5 separate regions of the Mus musculus genome follow, and all the other regions are linked to region 4. A link is a contact called in public Hi-C, HiChIP or PLAC-seq and promoter capture Hi-C data. All regions are on one chromosome and are shown on one strand. Each heading gives the region's core, a stretch centred on a gene start, on an enhancer-like site or on the middle of the called end of the contact. The rest is flanking DNA. Distances are from core to core; before and after follow the strand shown. Region 1 holds the start of Kcnj10 (potassium inwardly-rectifying channel, subfamily J, member 10). Region 2 holds the start of Vangl2 (VANGL planar cell polarity 2). Region 3 holds the start of Dcaf8 (DDB1 and CUL4 associated factor 8). Region 4 holds the start of Cadm3 (cell adhesion molecule 3). Region 5 holds the start of Pea15a (phosphoprotein enriched in astrocytes 15A).

Evidence for each region. Promoter capture Hi-C pulls out the DNA fragments that hold promoters and counts their contacts. A called contact is a pair of places that touch in the nucleus more often than the background predicts. HiChIP or PLAC-seq counts read pairs in DNA pulled down with a chosen protein or histone mark.
Region 1: a promoter capture Hi-C map of embryonic stem cells shows a contact between it and region 4, with 4 times the contacts expected there. The contact joins the promoter of Kcnj10 here to the promoter of Cadm3 in region 4. A contact is called at or near these places in 4 of 39 promoter capture datasets (cranial neural crest, embryonic stem cells, pre-B cells and 1 more), 4 of 115 datasets of contacts at active chromatin or transcription factors (astrocytes, embryonic midbrain and embryonic stem cells) and 1 of 9 other capture datasets (embryonic stem cells).
Region 2: a contact with region 4 is called in an H3K4me3 HiChIP or PLAC-seq map of embryonic forebrain, with 7 times the contacts expected there. The contact joins the promoter of Vangl2 here to the promoter of Cadm3 in region 4. A contact is called at or near these places in 6 of 39 promoter capture datasets (the 3T3-L1 cell line, hippocampal neurons, liver and 2 more) and 5 of 115 datasets of contacts at active chromatin or transcription factors (astrocytes, differentiating embryonic stem cells, embryonic forebrain and 2 more).
Region 3: a contact with region 4 is called in a promoter capture Hi-C map of hippocampal neurons, with 2.8 times the contacts expected there. The contact joins the promoter of Dcaf8 here to the promoter of Cadm3 in region 4. A contact is called at or near these places in 1 of 39 promoter capture datasets (hippocampal neurons) and 2 of 115 datasets of contacts at active chromatin or transcription factors (astrocytes and embryonic forebrain).
Region 5: a contact with region 4 is called in a Hi-C map of cerebellum, with 2.3 times the contacts expected there. The contact joins the promoter of Pea15a here to the promoter of Cadm3 in region 4. A contact is called at or near these places in 2 of 39 promoter capture datasets (hippocampal neurons and maxillary cranial neural crest), 1 of 484 Hi-C or Micro-C datasets (cerebellum) and 1 of 115 datasets of contacts at active chromatin or transcription factors (embryonic forebrain).

Annotation. Positions count from the first base shown.
Region 1 is chr1:172,339,811-172,342,510 of GRCm38.p6, forward strand. It overlaps Kcnj10 (potassium inwardly-rectifying channel, subfamily J, member 10), which reads left to right and starts at 1,400. Exons shown (of 2, transcript NM_001039484.1): 1 at 1,400-1,641.
Region 2 is chr1:172,025,888-172,028,587 of GRCm38.p6, forward strand. Vangl2 (VANGL planar cell polarity 2) reads right to left here and starts at 1,408. Exons shown (of 8, transcript NM_033509.4): 1 at 1,111-1,408.
Region 3 is chr1:172,146,619-172,149,318 of GRCm38.p6, forward strand. Dcaf8 (DDB1 and CUL4 associated factor 8) reads left to right here and starts at 1,397. Exons shown (of 14, transcript NM_001357204.1): 1 at 1,397-1,720; 2 at 2,631-2,700.
Region 4 is chr1:173,366,321-173,369,020 of GRCm38.p6, forward strand. Cadm3 (cell adhesion molecule 3) reads right to left here and starts at 1,375. Exons shown (of 9, transcript NM_053199.3): 1 at 1,093-1,375. The coding sequence starts at 1,174. It also overlaps a transcript of Aim2 not described here.
Region 5 is chr1:172,205,391-172,208,090 of GRCm38.p6, forward strand. It overlaps Pea15a (phosphoprotein enriched in astrocytes 15A), which reads right to left and starts at 1,414. Exons shown (of 4, transcript NM_011063.3): 1 at 1,207-1,414. It overlaps Gm17224 (a long non-coding RNA gene), which reads left to right and starts at 1,593. Exons shown (of 5, transcript XR_865735.3): 1 at 1,593-2,700.

The sequences.
Region 1 (2,700 bases), core at 150-2,649, 1.0 Mb before region 4:
ATCCTTCTTGAACAAGCCTGGATTCTAAGAACTAACCTTTAGCCAGCCCTCTCCTTGTTCAAGTAGTTCCTTGCCTACTTCTCTGTTTTTCCCTTTCTCCCTCTCTCCTTCTTCCTTCCTTCCTTCCTTCCTTCCTTCCTTCCTTCCTTCCTTCCTTCCTTCCTTCCTTCCTTCCTTCCTTCCTTCCTTTCCTTCCTCCCTTCTTCTCTCCCTCCCTCTCTTTCTCCCTCCCTCCTCCCCCCTCCCATTCTTCTTTCTGTGCTGGTGATGAATGGAACCCAAGACAAGCATTCTACCTCTCAGCTACAACACCCTCAGCCCCAAAGAGGCCTTTTCAAAAGGCACATGTATTCTTCATCTTATGCATTTTGAGAGTTTTAAGCTAAACTAAAATATATATAGTTTCCCTGCTTTCAATCCTGAATTTATATTAACACAGTAAGTAAAGCAGTCTATTGATATGTAGTTCAATGTCTGTTATGAATAAAAGTGGGACGTCTTTATTTTCTTCTTTAGTGTATGCCATGCATCAGATAGAGGGTACAAATCACTCAAAACAGATCAGATAATGAGAGTACATAGTGGATGGGAAGAGTTTGACGCTATTTCCTAAGCTGATGTGTCTGTGTTCCCACAGGACTTCACAATGGCAGTTCCTCTGTCATCAGTATTCTTTCTGCCATCTCCTTGGACCTGGGCCTCCTGCATTCCTAGAACCTACGTAGACGTTATCTCTTTCCTCGAACATTTGTGGGGAACCCCCTAAATAGTGACCCTTCCTTCTTCTTCCACAGCTTTGGATGTCTCCCACACTTTGCACCGTACTGCGGCTTATTTTTCCTTGCAGGAGAAGTTGCTGCAGATGGAGATGATGTTTGGTCCTCTTTTGCACCCCACGCCGCACTCTCTACACAGGGAACAGCGAATAACTTGGAAATTGTACAGGATGCCAGAGCCCTGTAGCCCCAGGAACCCAGGCCAAGTCTGCCACAGTCTCGGTCCCAGTCGCAGCCCGTCCTGAATTCATTTCCACCTCATTAACTGGGGCCCAGTCCCGCCCCCGCGGCCCTCGTCCTGGTTCCTCCATTCTGACACGGCCGCCTCACTTTTCTTCTTTCTCTTCCCCCCTGTCATCTTGCCAGCTCGGCTTCTATCGCTACGCGTATCGTCTCTTCATCTCTCTTTCTCCGGGACTCTGTCTGGGTCTCTGTTCTTCGAGTGTTTCTGCACCCTAGTCCGTCTGGGTTTGCGCTTCCTATCCCCTAAGCCCCGCCCCTTGCCTTGCCCAAATCTCTCCAATCCCCAGGCGCTGATCTGGCGCTCCGATCTGCCATTGGCCGGCTCCAAGCTCCCCCCTCTGCCTCCGCCCTCCCGACCCCCGCCGGGCCCCTCCATTCACACAAAGTTTGGCTTCGGCACTGCAGAGGGAGGGGGCGGCCCGGCCCGGCCCAACTCTGCCCCCGGCCGGCCCGACCCCGGCCCCGGCCCCCGGACAAACCCTTATCTGATTCCAGCTCCGGGTTTAAGAGTCTTGGCCCTGCCTGTCGCACAGCTCCGCTCGCCGCTCCTGCCCGCCCCGTCTGTTCATCTGTCCCGCTGCCCCGCGATTTATCAGAGCAGCCACTTCACCTTCGAGCCAAGGTAAGACTCTGGCCCTGATAAAGGAGTGCTGGGTCCTATCCACTTATCCATCGGATCCCCCTAACCCTTTGGTCCCTACGGAAGCTGGTTGTACCCTATCAGTACAATCCGGGTCTCCCTCCTTCAGTCTTGGCAGTTCCAAGTGGACTTTCCTGGGAAGGGCCCCTCATCAAGAGTACTTTACTCAGGTTATTCACCTCGGGTCTTCCATCTAAGAAAGGGGCTTCCATGATATCCCCTCCTCATGACACTTGGCAGACCTGCAGTTGCATGGGGCTCATCCGGTTACTAGAGTAATTAATTACCACACATAAGCCTGCACCCACCCACACAGGAATAGAGACACTGCCCCTTGCTCCCAGTAGAGATAAGTTACTCCTGATTCCAGCCCTTCCCCCTTGCAGTGACATTCACACAGTGACACTCATTGACGGTCTTCTGAGCACCAGTTTGTTTACACATGGGGAGAAAGACAAGCACTAGATTAGAAGACGCAGTCACCCTGATGTGCCTGGGACCCTCTTCATTTCCTTCTGGGTTCCCACTTTGAGACCCCCTCCCTACCGACATCCCTCAATCCTTGAAATTGCCTCACAAGGACAATCTCAGAAGAAGATGTTTCTTCTGGAGCAGGGTAGATTAGTGCCTATGAATTCATCCTTTAGGGATCCCCTCTCCCACTCTCTGTCTTGCCCCATCAGGGACTGACCAAGGGCAGTCATGTTAGGATGGAACTGATTCTAGGGAGGAGACCCGAGGCCCAGAATGGCCAGAAGGACAAACCTGGGAAAGAAAAAATTTAGGGGTAGGACTTCTGGTATCTCGGGATTTCATTTCAGTAACTGAAGTGCCCTGGGCAGACTGAGGCTGACGGAGAGAGGCGAGGGTGCACAGAAATAAAGACAGATTTGGATCCAAGGGAAGGCAAAGCTTAAAGCCTGCTTAGGTTGCGTATCGATACAAATTCTGATGAGAGGTTTCTGGCCAGAGAGCCCTTGCTGTGGTGTTTGAAATGTTTTTCTCCCTATGGGACAGGCGGCTTTAGGTAGTCCAAGAGGA
Region 2 (2,700 bases), core at 158-2,657, 1.3 Mb before region 4:
CACACACACTCACACCCCTTCCCACCACACAGGTGCATACACACCTACCCCATATATGCCTACCACCCATTCAGCTTTTATAAACCCACCTTCTCTAATACCTGCCCATCTCTTTCCCATAAGCCCCTCTCTCAGCACATACACACACAGACACACACCCCTTCCCTTGAGTATACACACAAATACATACCCAAATACACAGCAGATGTGTGTGGTCAGCTCTCTCTCTCTCTCTCTCTCTCTCACACACACACAGAGAGAGAGAGAGAGAGAGAGAGAGAGAGAGAGAGAGAGAGAGAGAGAGAAACATCTACACATCCAAACCCAGGGCCCACCTGCAGGAACACGCAGTACGTCAAAGCGTATATGCACACACACACACACACACACACACACACACACACACACATACACACACAAAACAAAGAATCATGCATACTGATCCCCCAACCAACCCTTTAAAACTCACTAATGCAGTGCTTAGGACCTTCGATGAGTAAATAGGACAAGGGACAAATATGATGTCGTTGGTTCCCCACACACACCCCAACACACATTCACCAGTATCGCCGCAAGTCCCATCCTTGGGCTACACACACACACTGCTGTGCGGGGCCATCTCTCAAGGATCCACTCTACCCCCTAAACACATACCTGCCCCTTCCTCCCCACACTCCAAAGGTGTGTATGCATCCCTACATACCTTCAGCTTCCAATACCTCCAGCCTCCGATCCTTCCACGGCCTCTCCCACCACCTCCAACACACGCTACCCAATCCCCGGCTTCAATGGGTTCCCTTGGGATCGTTCAGGCGCCCGCCCTGGGCCCCCCGGCCCAGGAAAGTCCCCGGCTCTTAAGGCCTGGGCTCCGCCCCTTCCCCATACGCCCCTTCCCCTCCCCAAAGTTGGGGTTACTCCGCTGTGCAGTGGAGGACAGACCGGAAGGGGGTGCCTCAAGCCCCCCTTCCCCCAGAAGCCATCCTGCTTTCTCCAGGGCCGGGCGCTCCCTGGTCTTTTGCATGGTTTCCTTCTTTTTTCTGTTGCTTTCTTTCTTTCTTTCCTTTTTTTTTTCCGCAAACTTTGCCCGCGCCCCCGCGGCCCGCCACTCACCCGCCACTGCGAACAGCCCGGTGGACTGGGCGCACGCCCCACTCCGCTCCGCGCCTTTGTATCCGCAGCGCACCCGGTCTTTCCGAACTCCGCGCTCCAGAACCGGCAGCGCGGGCGATGGGGGTTGACGAGGGGGGCTCCTGAGGTCGCTCACCCCGGCTCCGTCCCAGACCACTCGCCTGTTTCCCCCTCGAGGCCCCGGGGGCAGGGGGCCGGAGGGGACTGCAGGGCACTCAGGCTCCCATGGCGGGACCCAGAACCAAGCAATCGGGGATCAGGAATCAGATCTGGAGCCGGCGGCGGAGGGGGAGGGGACCAGAGGGGGAGGGGACCAGAAGGGGGCAGGGGGCGGGGAGAGAGCTCCCAGGTGCCGCCTCCCGGCTGTTCCCGCAGCCGCCGCCCCTCCCGCTGCTGCGTCCATTGTCTGCGGCCCGGCTCTTCCCCGAGTCGCGGCACCCCCAGCCCTGCGCCTGGCCATGCCCTGCGCCCTCTGGATCCTGGGAATCCGCTCCTGGCTTCCAGACCTGGCCAGGAAGGTGTGCTCGAAGCTGCCTCGGCTCTTGGCTTTGGTCCAGCCCGCAGCCCCTCTTGGAGCTGTCTTCTTCGACCCCCGATTGAAAACCTTTCCCCTAGGCCCTGATGTTGGCCATATTCTCTTCTTTAGAACCACAAACCTGGTCTCACAAACTCCAGTGGAATCTGAGACGTGGGGAAGATTGGTCCCCTCCGGCCTAGAACTGCGAAAAGGGTCATCCCTGATATTAATTAGTGACAAGAGACAGGCCCCTCTCCCATGTATACGGTATTTCCCTGACACCATACCCCTCCTTCTTCCAAAAATAATTTAATTACTCGGTGTTCTAGCTGTGAGCGAAGACCGCCTAGTCAGACTGGGACGCTCACTCATTAACACGTTTTCCTCCCCTCTGGTTTGAGTGTTGGGATTAATTACAAAGGGAATCCTGCCCTAGGGGAGAGGGGGAGGGGGAGAAGACGAGGGCCCGCGACTTGGGGCACCAGAGGAGAGGGGGGCCTTCTCCCAGGAAGCCTAGAGAGAGAGGAAAAAAAAAAAAAAACCCGGGTGGATGCGGAACTCCAAAACTTTTGGCTAATTTAGCTTTGCAGGTAGGACCCAGGGAATGTAGGCTAGAATAAAATATCTGGCACATTTAGGGCATTTCCAGTTCAGAGCACACTAAGAAACAAACCAGTTAGAGTTGCTAAAGTGCCTAGGAACCCAACAGGGACGAGCCCACCATAAAGTAGCTGTGGGAAGGCCAGGTTGCCCTCGGAGTGAATGAAAGCAAAAGTATTATTACATTATTACATTGCTGCTAGTACTATTTACCTTGTAACCTGCCACTTACCTAGAACAGTGCCGCTTCAAAAGCATCTTCGAACACGTTTCCACACCCCCACCATCTCCACCTTCCAATTCTGATACCTGCCCCTCCCAACCCTGTGATTAAGAAATCCCAGAGAAGGCGACTCCCAGTCTCTGTTCCTTTCTCTAATGGAGTCTTCCCTAAAACTCAGGCACATCTCTGTTATACATTCGAACCAGTCCCCAAATGAGGACAGATTGTCTTT
Region 3 (2,700 bases), core at 147-2,646, 1.2 Mb before region 4:
TCCTACTAGATTTTTCTGCTACAAATAAGAATGCTCCAGCCTGCTAGCTAGGAGTAATCTGGAATCCTAGAATCCTGGTTAGGTTTCCTTTAGGTGTCAGCAGAAAGTAGTGTACAGAGGTTACCTAAAACCAGCAACCTGCAGAGTTATGTGGCGTATCCATGTTTTAGCTGTATTTTCACAACAGCTAAATTATGAATAAACCTAGATATTTATCAACAGATGAATGAATTAAAGAAAATATAGAATATATACACAATAGGATCCATCAACTATGAAGAATGAAATAGTATTTGCAGATTATAAACAACATAAGTTAGACTCAGAAAGACAAATATGGCATGTCCTCTCCCATATGCAGAATCTGGATTTAAGTTCATGTATACATATGTCTATTAATTACACACACGTATTCATATTTAACAACAAAGTAGACAGGAGACTGAGAGGCAAGGAAGAGATATAAAGAGAGTTGAAGGAAAGCTAAGAAAAGAGAATGGAGTATACACTAGTCACAAAACTTAGTGGTAGTTATTGGAGGAAGGTAACCAAGAAGGGGAAAATGAGTGGGAAGGGGGCCATGAAGAAACAGGCATGACACATACATATGAAAATGCCACATGGAAACCTATTGCGTGTGTGTGTGTGTGTGTGTGTGTGTGTTGGGGATCGGGGAAGGACTTATTCTAGCCCCGAACTTACTATCCGTTGTTCTAGGTTGACCTCCAACTTGTGTATATCCTGTCTCAGCCTCCTGAGTGCTAGTTTGTAACCTGTTAGTTTGTATGCTCATTTAAAAAATTAAACTCTGCAGCGTTGAGCGCCTTTAATCCTAATCCCAGCGCCTGAGAGGCAGAGGCAGGTGGGTGATCTCTGTGAGATCTACAGTTCCAGGACAGCCCGGGTAGAAAGATCCTGTTTCAAATGAATAAATAAATCCTGTTTCTAAGCCGTGTCACTCCCACCCCCAGGTGTGGGGATCAAACTTTTAAAACTTTTAGACCCTTAGGAAGCATTCCAACATCCCCAAACCTTAGTGACTCTTTTAAACAAATGGACAAATGGGTGCTGGCAGAAGGCCTCTTAAGAAGCCATTGAAGGAAATGCAGCTTTGAGCCTGAAAGGAGAAAGGGGTTTTTCTTTAAACAAGGAAACAAACAAACAAAAAAATATGGCAAGAATTAGAACCTCAGGCCTGGAGGACACCTAGAAGTTTGCCTGCCAGAGCCTTTGGAATGAGGTTCATTTTCCGGCACAACTCCAAGGAGCCCCTAGATCGCATGTGTTTTGAATACCAGGAGACAAGCCATCACTCTCAAAGTACGAAAACAACTTGACTCCTCCGCCCCGCGCACGCGCCCCTCGCGGCTTCGGTTGGCCCGAGGCTCCGCCCCTTGTGCGGCCACCGGGAGGGTTGGGAGCCCAGAGCTCGCGGGACCGCTCTCGCTCAGTCTCCTCCAGCACAGCGTCGCAAACCCCGCCGGAAAGCGTGACGGCGCAGGCGCAGGCGCGGAGACCCGAGACGGTGGTGGTGGCTGCCGCTGGCCAGTGTAAGATGGCGGCGGCGTTGGTGGCGGCAGTGGACGGGGCGGCTGGGCCTGGAACAGTCGGAGCATCCGCTGGCAGAAGGATGACCCTAGATGGGAAGCGGGCTGCCGGGCCTCGCCAGCTCCCGTGCTTGTAACTGCCCCAGCCGGACGCCCTCCCCTTGACCTACCGGGTCCGTGTTTCGTCCGGCTCGGCCTGTTCCCCCCTCTCCCTGACCGCTTCCCCGCAGGACAGGCCCGATCCCTTTCCTAAAACTCCCGGACTTTAAGTCTTACTCCCCTCCTCCGAGTCGGTGCTGGGAGGACTCGTCCTCTGCCCGGGTCGGTCCACGGGGTTGCCCCCTAGGGCCAACCCCATGACTCACAGGGGCTTCTCGTTCGTCCGGTGACCCATTCGTAAACTCTCATTTCTCCCTTTATAATTTGGGGACCCGGCTCTGTTGGCGTCTCCTAGTCACTTCAGGGCCACCGCGCAGTGTGCCCCCTTCCCCCATCCCAAGATCTCAGGCCCAGCACCTCGTACGGAAGGCCGAGGTCCAAGAAACTGGCAGTCTGTTCTTGAATGCTTTGTGATCTAGTTCTCTTAATGTACTTCCCCTCCCCGTGTCCCGAAATCTTTTAGGACACCTTAGAACGGTCCCGCTTGGTCCTTATTAGTTGGAAAGCATCTGGCGGCTTGAATTTCTGACTCATGATTGTTGGTGTAGTCTGTAAACAAACCCGCACTAGAGCGATCACATTCTCCCGCGGATTCTCCCCTCCCCCCCCCTGCTCCGGAGTTTGCTTGAGACGGGTGGTTTGGTTTAAGAGTTGAAAAGATACAGGTTTTCCTCATAAGTGACTCTTTAGCCTTGGTGGAGCTGGGAGATAACTTTGCCTGGCGTTTAAATCTTGTGTTAATCCTTTGTGTTTCCATTACGGGCATGGGTTTTGTTCAGTAGTCAGAATTGAGTTAGGTAAGTTGTTTTGGTTTTAAATAGTTGTGAGGAGACTTTAAAAAAAAAAACATTAAAGTGTGGTCATAAATATTTTGGCTACTTTCAGAAGAGACGCCTTTGCCATGTAAACTTTCACTTTTCTCAGTTCTTCAGCGAACCTCCAGACCAGTTTTCTCAGGATCTTGGGCCTGACTTCGGTCGGCGATAAAAGCAGG
Region 4 (2,700 bases), core at 125-2,624:
GCTCTGAGCTGGGGCGTCTTTCTTCCTATCTCTACACAGTTCTTCAAGCCACCCCATTAACCACCAGCAGCCTCTAAGAAGGCTGAGGTGCCCCCACAGCGCTGACCTACATAGCTTGGCCTGGGGCGGGAGGGGCTCTTCCCCAAGTCCCCTCTCCCCTGGCCCCGCCTCCTTTCTTCATTCCCCCCCCCCCCACTCCCTTCCTTCACCTCTTTACCTTTACAAACCTAAGAAGGGTTGAGTTTTAGACTGGGGCAAAGAGGCTAGTCTGCTACCCCACCCTAAATTTGGAGAAATTAATGTTCAGCCCAGGAAAGCTTTGGTTTTCCCATAGATCCTTCTCCCCAAATATCTTGCTCTCTCCGTTTGCTGCCCCGCACCCAAGTATAGGTTTCCTTGCCCAGATTTTAGCACCACTAGGACTAGAGCCAAAGTGGGGCCCCCTCCGCCCTGTGTTGTTGTTTTGCTTCAAGGAGAAGCCCCCTCTCCTTTGCCCACGCCCCCCTCGACAGCCTCACCCAGGCCCCCTTGCCTGCCCACTCAGAGCTCCGCGGCGGGTGGGGGACGCGCGGGGGAGCAGAAATGTTTGCATACAGCAGTTTTGGGGATCGTTCTGGCCACCCAACCCCTACAGACATACATACAGAAACACCCAACACACGCCCTGACTGAAACAGCGACAAATCTCACTCCGCCCCCAACACACACTGACACAGACATACACACAGACTCTGACACAGAAACGCAGCCCCAGACACCAACATAGACGCGCACACCCAGACACACACGGACATCAACACATCCAGACCCCGGTTGCTCAAAATAGACAGCAACCCCCGAGATCCACATCCCTGCTGCACACGTAGACATACACAGTCGGTCGTGTACATAGGAGGTGCACACGCCGGCACACCCCACGGTCCTCAGAGACAGCGATGCTCAGAGACAGACACAAGGGTATTCCAAGAGGCTGGCGACTTGAACCCTCGCTTCCAAACAAAGCCAACAGGCTCCCTGCGCCCGGCTCCCCGTCTGAACCCCCACCTCGGGGCACTGGCCACCTCCCCTGGCGCCGCCCCCTCCCTCACTCACCGTCCTGGGAAAGATTGGCCCCGCCGGGCGCCCAGGAGCAGGCGAGGAGCAGGAGCAGGGGCAGGGCGGAAGGGGCCCCCATCGCGCTTCCTGGCCACCTCCCTGGCTGGGCGCTGGCGAGCCTAGATCTCCGGGGACTGGGGCCGGGGGTTCTGGGTAGCCGGCGTCGCTGTCCAAAGGGGCAACCCCGGAGCGGCTTCCAAGCCCGGGGCCGAGGCGGGTACCGGGAGGGAGCCGGCGCTGCTGCAGTCGCCGGGATTAAATAGGGCGCTCGGAGCAAACCATTCGGTTGGAGGTGGAGGGGTGGTGACGGGGGGCTGGGCTGGTGGCGGGGGGGCCTGGATGCCGCATTCCCTACTCCCCCTCGCCTCCCACACCCCCTCCGCGCTTTTGTGGTGCCTTCCATCTTCTCCCCCGGGAGCTCCTCCAGCATCACTCGGGTGTGGAGCAAAGGGAGGGAGCTGACTCAGAAGTGGGACCCCATGCGCACCCCTCTTATGCTTGGGGTGGAGAGAGGGGAGGTGGACAGGGCGGTGGGCCAGCTGGCGACAGAGTCCACTGCAGGCCTGGGCAAGGGCGTGCCCACTTGCCTGAGGTCCTCCGGCCCCGCCTTCTCCTTAGGCAACCGGGATCCCCAAAGCTAGGACACCCCTCTCCACTGTGACCAAGGATGCCTCCCCAGGGTACCTAATTACTCAAGGCATTCTCCTAAGCATAAACCTCCGTAGTTCTCTTACTCAAGACCCTCTTCTTAACTGTCCAGCAACAATTTGTGGTTCCAGGCAACATCCCTTGCAAAGCCGACCCCAGGAGGCCACCGAACCTAATCTCCTTCAAGCCTTCTTTAAAGACGTTATTCCAGACACTAAACAAGGAAGTATCCTGTAAAGTTACTTGGTATTTTCCTCCTCCGTGCTCTGTCTTAGACCCTCTTTCCTGAAACTAGCCTCTCAATATCCTTTCTGCTCGGTCTTTCAGGGGCTCTTCTCAACTTTTAGCTAGTAAGAACCCAGGGTGAAAGCCAGACTCACAGACCCTCTTACAGACCAAGAAGCAGTGAGTAATGCAGCTCTTGTTCCCTGAGGCTATAGAGGAGATGGATGAGAAAGACTGTGTTTGCAACTTGCTCACATTCAAAAAGTCCCGAGTCCCTAGTGTTTGCTGTTCTTCTAGGTTATCTCTGAAAGAGTTTTGGTGTGTTTAAAAAAAAGGATCTTTCTGGGTTCGTTTGGTCGAAATTTAGCTTTGGAGAATACATTTCTAAATTTTAGAAATCAGGGAATTTTAGGTATGCCAAGAATTCTTAGAGTATACCTGATCTAACCCAAAGGAAGTTAGCAGATCTAATCCAGGTTTTACATTCACTTAGAAATAAAAGATCCAGCATTAGGAATGGTAAAGAAAAGTACATAGTGCTTTATTCTACAAGTGGGATGTGGGTGGTTCTAGTAACATCTCCAGTCCATTTTCTGTGCTGCTTTCCTCTGCTAGTATTTAATGTTTGGGTAATCTTTCCTTCCTTATGTCAAGGCTTCTTAACTCTTTATGGTGATGTAGCCAATGTCTCTGTCACCTAAGAACCTGGGGACAGCCTGCAGAACATATTTC
Region 5 (2,700 bases), core at 164-2,663, 1.2 Mb before region 4:
GGGGCCAGACGCACAACCTAGAGAAACAATATACAGCCTGGGGGGCCAAACACAGGAACCTAGAGAAACAAGGCTCCCTAACTTGAGATTCTCGTCCTCTCCAGCACCCTTCCTGTGCCTCTGGCCACCTCTTTCCTTTTCTCTGTGGCTCTCTGGTCAGCTCTCCCTGTCTTCTCACACATTCCTCTCATTCTCTCTCCCCCTGACTTGGGTTCCATCCTTGGCTGACTCATTCTTTTCACCCTCTCCCTGGCTTCTACTCCTTCCTCCATCCTTTGGCCATATTGATGTCCAGGCTCTAGCCACTCCCAGGTACCCTATGCTCTAAACTGGCAGTCAGCAACAAAGGTCACAAGAAGCCCCTCACCCAGGTAAGAGCACAGGCTCACCAGTCCTTGAGGTATTGCCCACTAAAACTGTAAAATCTGGGTGTGTTTGTGGACAGTGGTCCTTTCCACCCACTACTGAACATTCGTGTTAAGACTGATGCTGGTCAAGGAGACTCCACATGGGAGGTAACAAACGGGTTGTGGTGGGTGGGTGGATGCCTAGTGCAGGGGTGTTGTGATTTGGTTTGTATGAGAGGATGTGTGTAAGTCACATGGGTGTGTGTCACTGTGTGGTTGGCTGTCTTTTTTTTTTTCTTAAAGGTGTGTTTCTGTCCCTGTCGGTTTTGACAAGGATTGTTTTAAAAATTAGTGTCTTTATATTGGCTACATCATTCCTATGTATCCCCAGCCCCTTTCCTCTGGGCAAGCTTCCACCAATCCCACTCTCCTCAGATGCAGTAAACTGGGTGTGAGAGTACCCAGACCAGTTGCCTGCTGCCGGAGGAACTGAAGCAGGGCTGAGCTGAGCCTGGACGCCTGCAGAGGCGAGTCCGAAGCTAAAGCGAGGAGGGAGGGGCGGGAGCTGGCCTGGCTCGGCCGGCTGGGCGGGAAGCAGGCTACATCCTAATCCCCAGGCCCCGTCGGACTCCCAAACTGCTGTTCAGCACGGAATGGGCGGATGAAGCCACGCTGCCTGTGACACTCTCCAGTCTCTGGATGCATGGACAGAGAAGGACCCCATGGAGCCTGACACCGTGGACCTGTCTGAATCCTCAAGCTCCCCTATTTGTCCCCTGCGTCCGGGATCGTGACCCTCCAAACCCAGATCCCCAATCTACCTCCTCCCCACGACACATCTTCCCTCTGCCCCTCTCACCGCCTCCGGAGCTGAGAGCTCAGGGTGCGGGCACTCCCGGGTCCCCGGTTCCTAAGCAGCGTCTGGAGCCTGCTCCTTGGCTCCTGCCACCGCTGCCGCCGATCCTGCCGCCGCCGCCTCTTCCGCCCGTGGAGCAGAGCTTGAGCCCAGCACCGCCTCACCCCACCCGACTGGCCGGTGATGTCAGAGCCGGGGAGGGGCGGGGGGCGGGGAGCGGGGAGGAAAGGGGGAGGGGAAGCAGGAGGGGACAGGGACTGGGGACTGGGGTTCTGGAAGGCTCCTAGGATGGGGGCAGGACTGGGATGGAATATGGACTCTTCCCCTTAAACTGTGAGAAGATCCTCGTTTTTTTCCTAATGGGTCACTTTCCTGCCCTCTGACCTTTGGTTGGTCACGATGGCCAGGACCCCTGGAAGGCAGATCAATTTGGATTGGGGGATTTGGAAGACCTATGGCCTCTGGGTTCTCTTAGCTACTTCGCTTTGGTATTTAGAAATCCTATTTCCTAGCCTTATAGATCAGAGACTCAGTAGGAAACGGTCAAGTTTATCCACGCTAGGAATAAAAATGGGACAGGGGCAGGCAGCAACAGGGAAATCTCTTTTACTTGGCCCGGGGCCATGAGCTCTTGTGTATAATAGCAGCTGGACCCCTGAGCACCTCCTGCCTTTCCCAAATATACCCCCACACACGCACCCCCACACCCCCACACACTATGATGTAATTTTATTTTCTGGAGGAAAAAAGCCATGAGCTCAGCATGCAAATATAGACAACAAAGCCACACTTAGCTGTCTCCTAGCTCTGTCCTTCTGCCTAGGCCCAGTGTGATAATTCTCACTTCCCCTACACCTCAGGGACTTTCCTCCTCCAGAGGCTCACTCAGCCGGGCTGAAAGAGGGAGGAGGGAGGAGGGAGAATTGGAGAAGCATCCGATTTTCACCCTACCTCCATGAGGGGCGTCAGCTCAGCTCTGCAAGTGCCTGACCCTGAGAACGGCTTCAATGTTTGCACACCACCAGGAACACCCCATTTTGCCTTCAGGTCCAGCTGATCAGAGACCCTTCCAGAAGCCTAAGATGAGCCCCTTCTTCTGGGAGGAGCAGGTCCTGGTCCTGTGCCTTAGGTTTCATATATAGTTCTTCTCTTTGCTCCTCTTACCCCCAGCCCCACCCCCACCCCCCACATGGCTGCCCATTGCTCCTTTGAGGGTAACTAATATACCCTCAGAAGTTGCTTTTGTTTCTGAGTCGCTGTAGGGTCGGAATCTATCATGTTGACCCATCTTTGAGACACAGAGTGACTGTACACTTTTGCATAGACATACCACATTTACATGAGACAAATGAGGCAGAGCAAAACACAGAGAATGTGGACTTTATACTTATTCTGTTTCCATAGACAAATTAAGTCCATAAAGTTGAGGATACCAGTCTCACTTCATAGGGTTCTTCTGAGAATCAGGAATAATAAAGTTTTTAGGGACTGGTACCA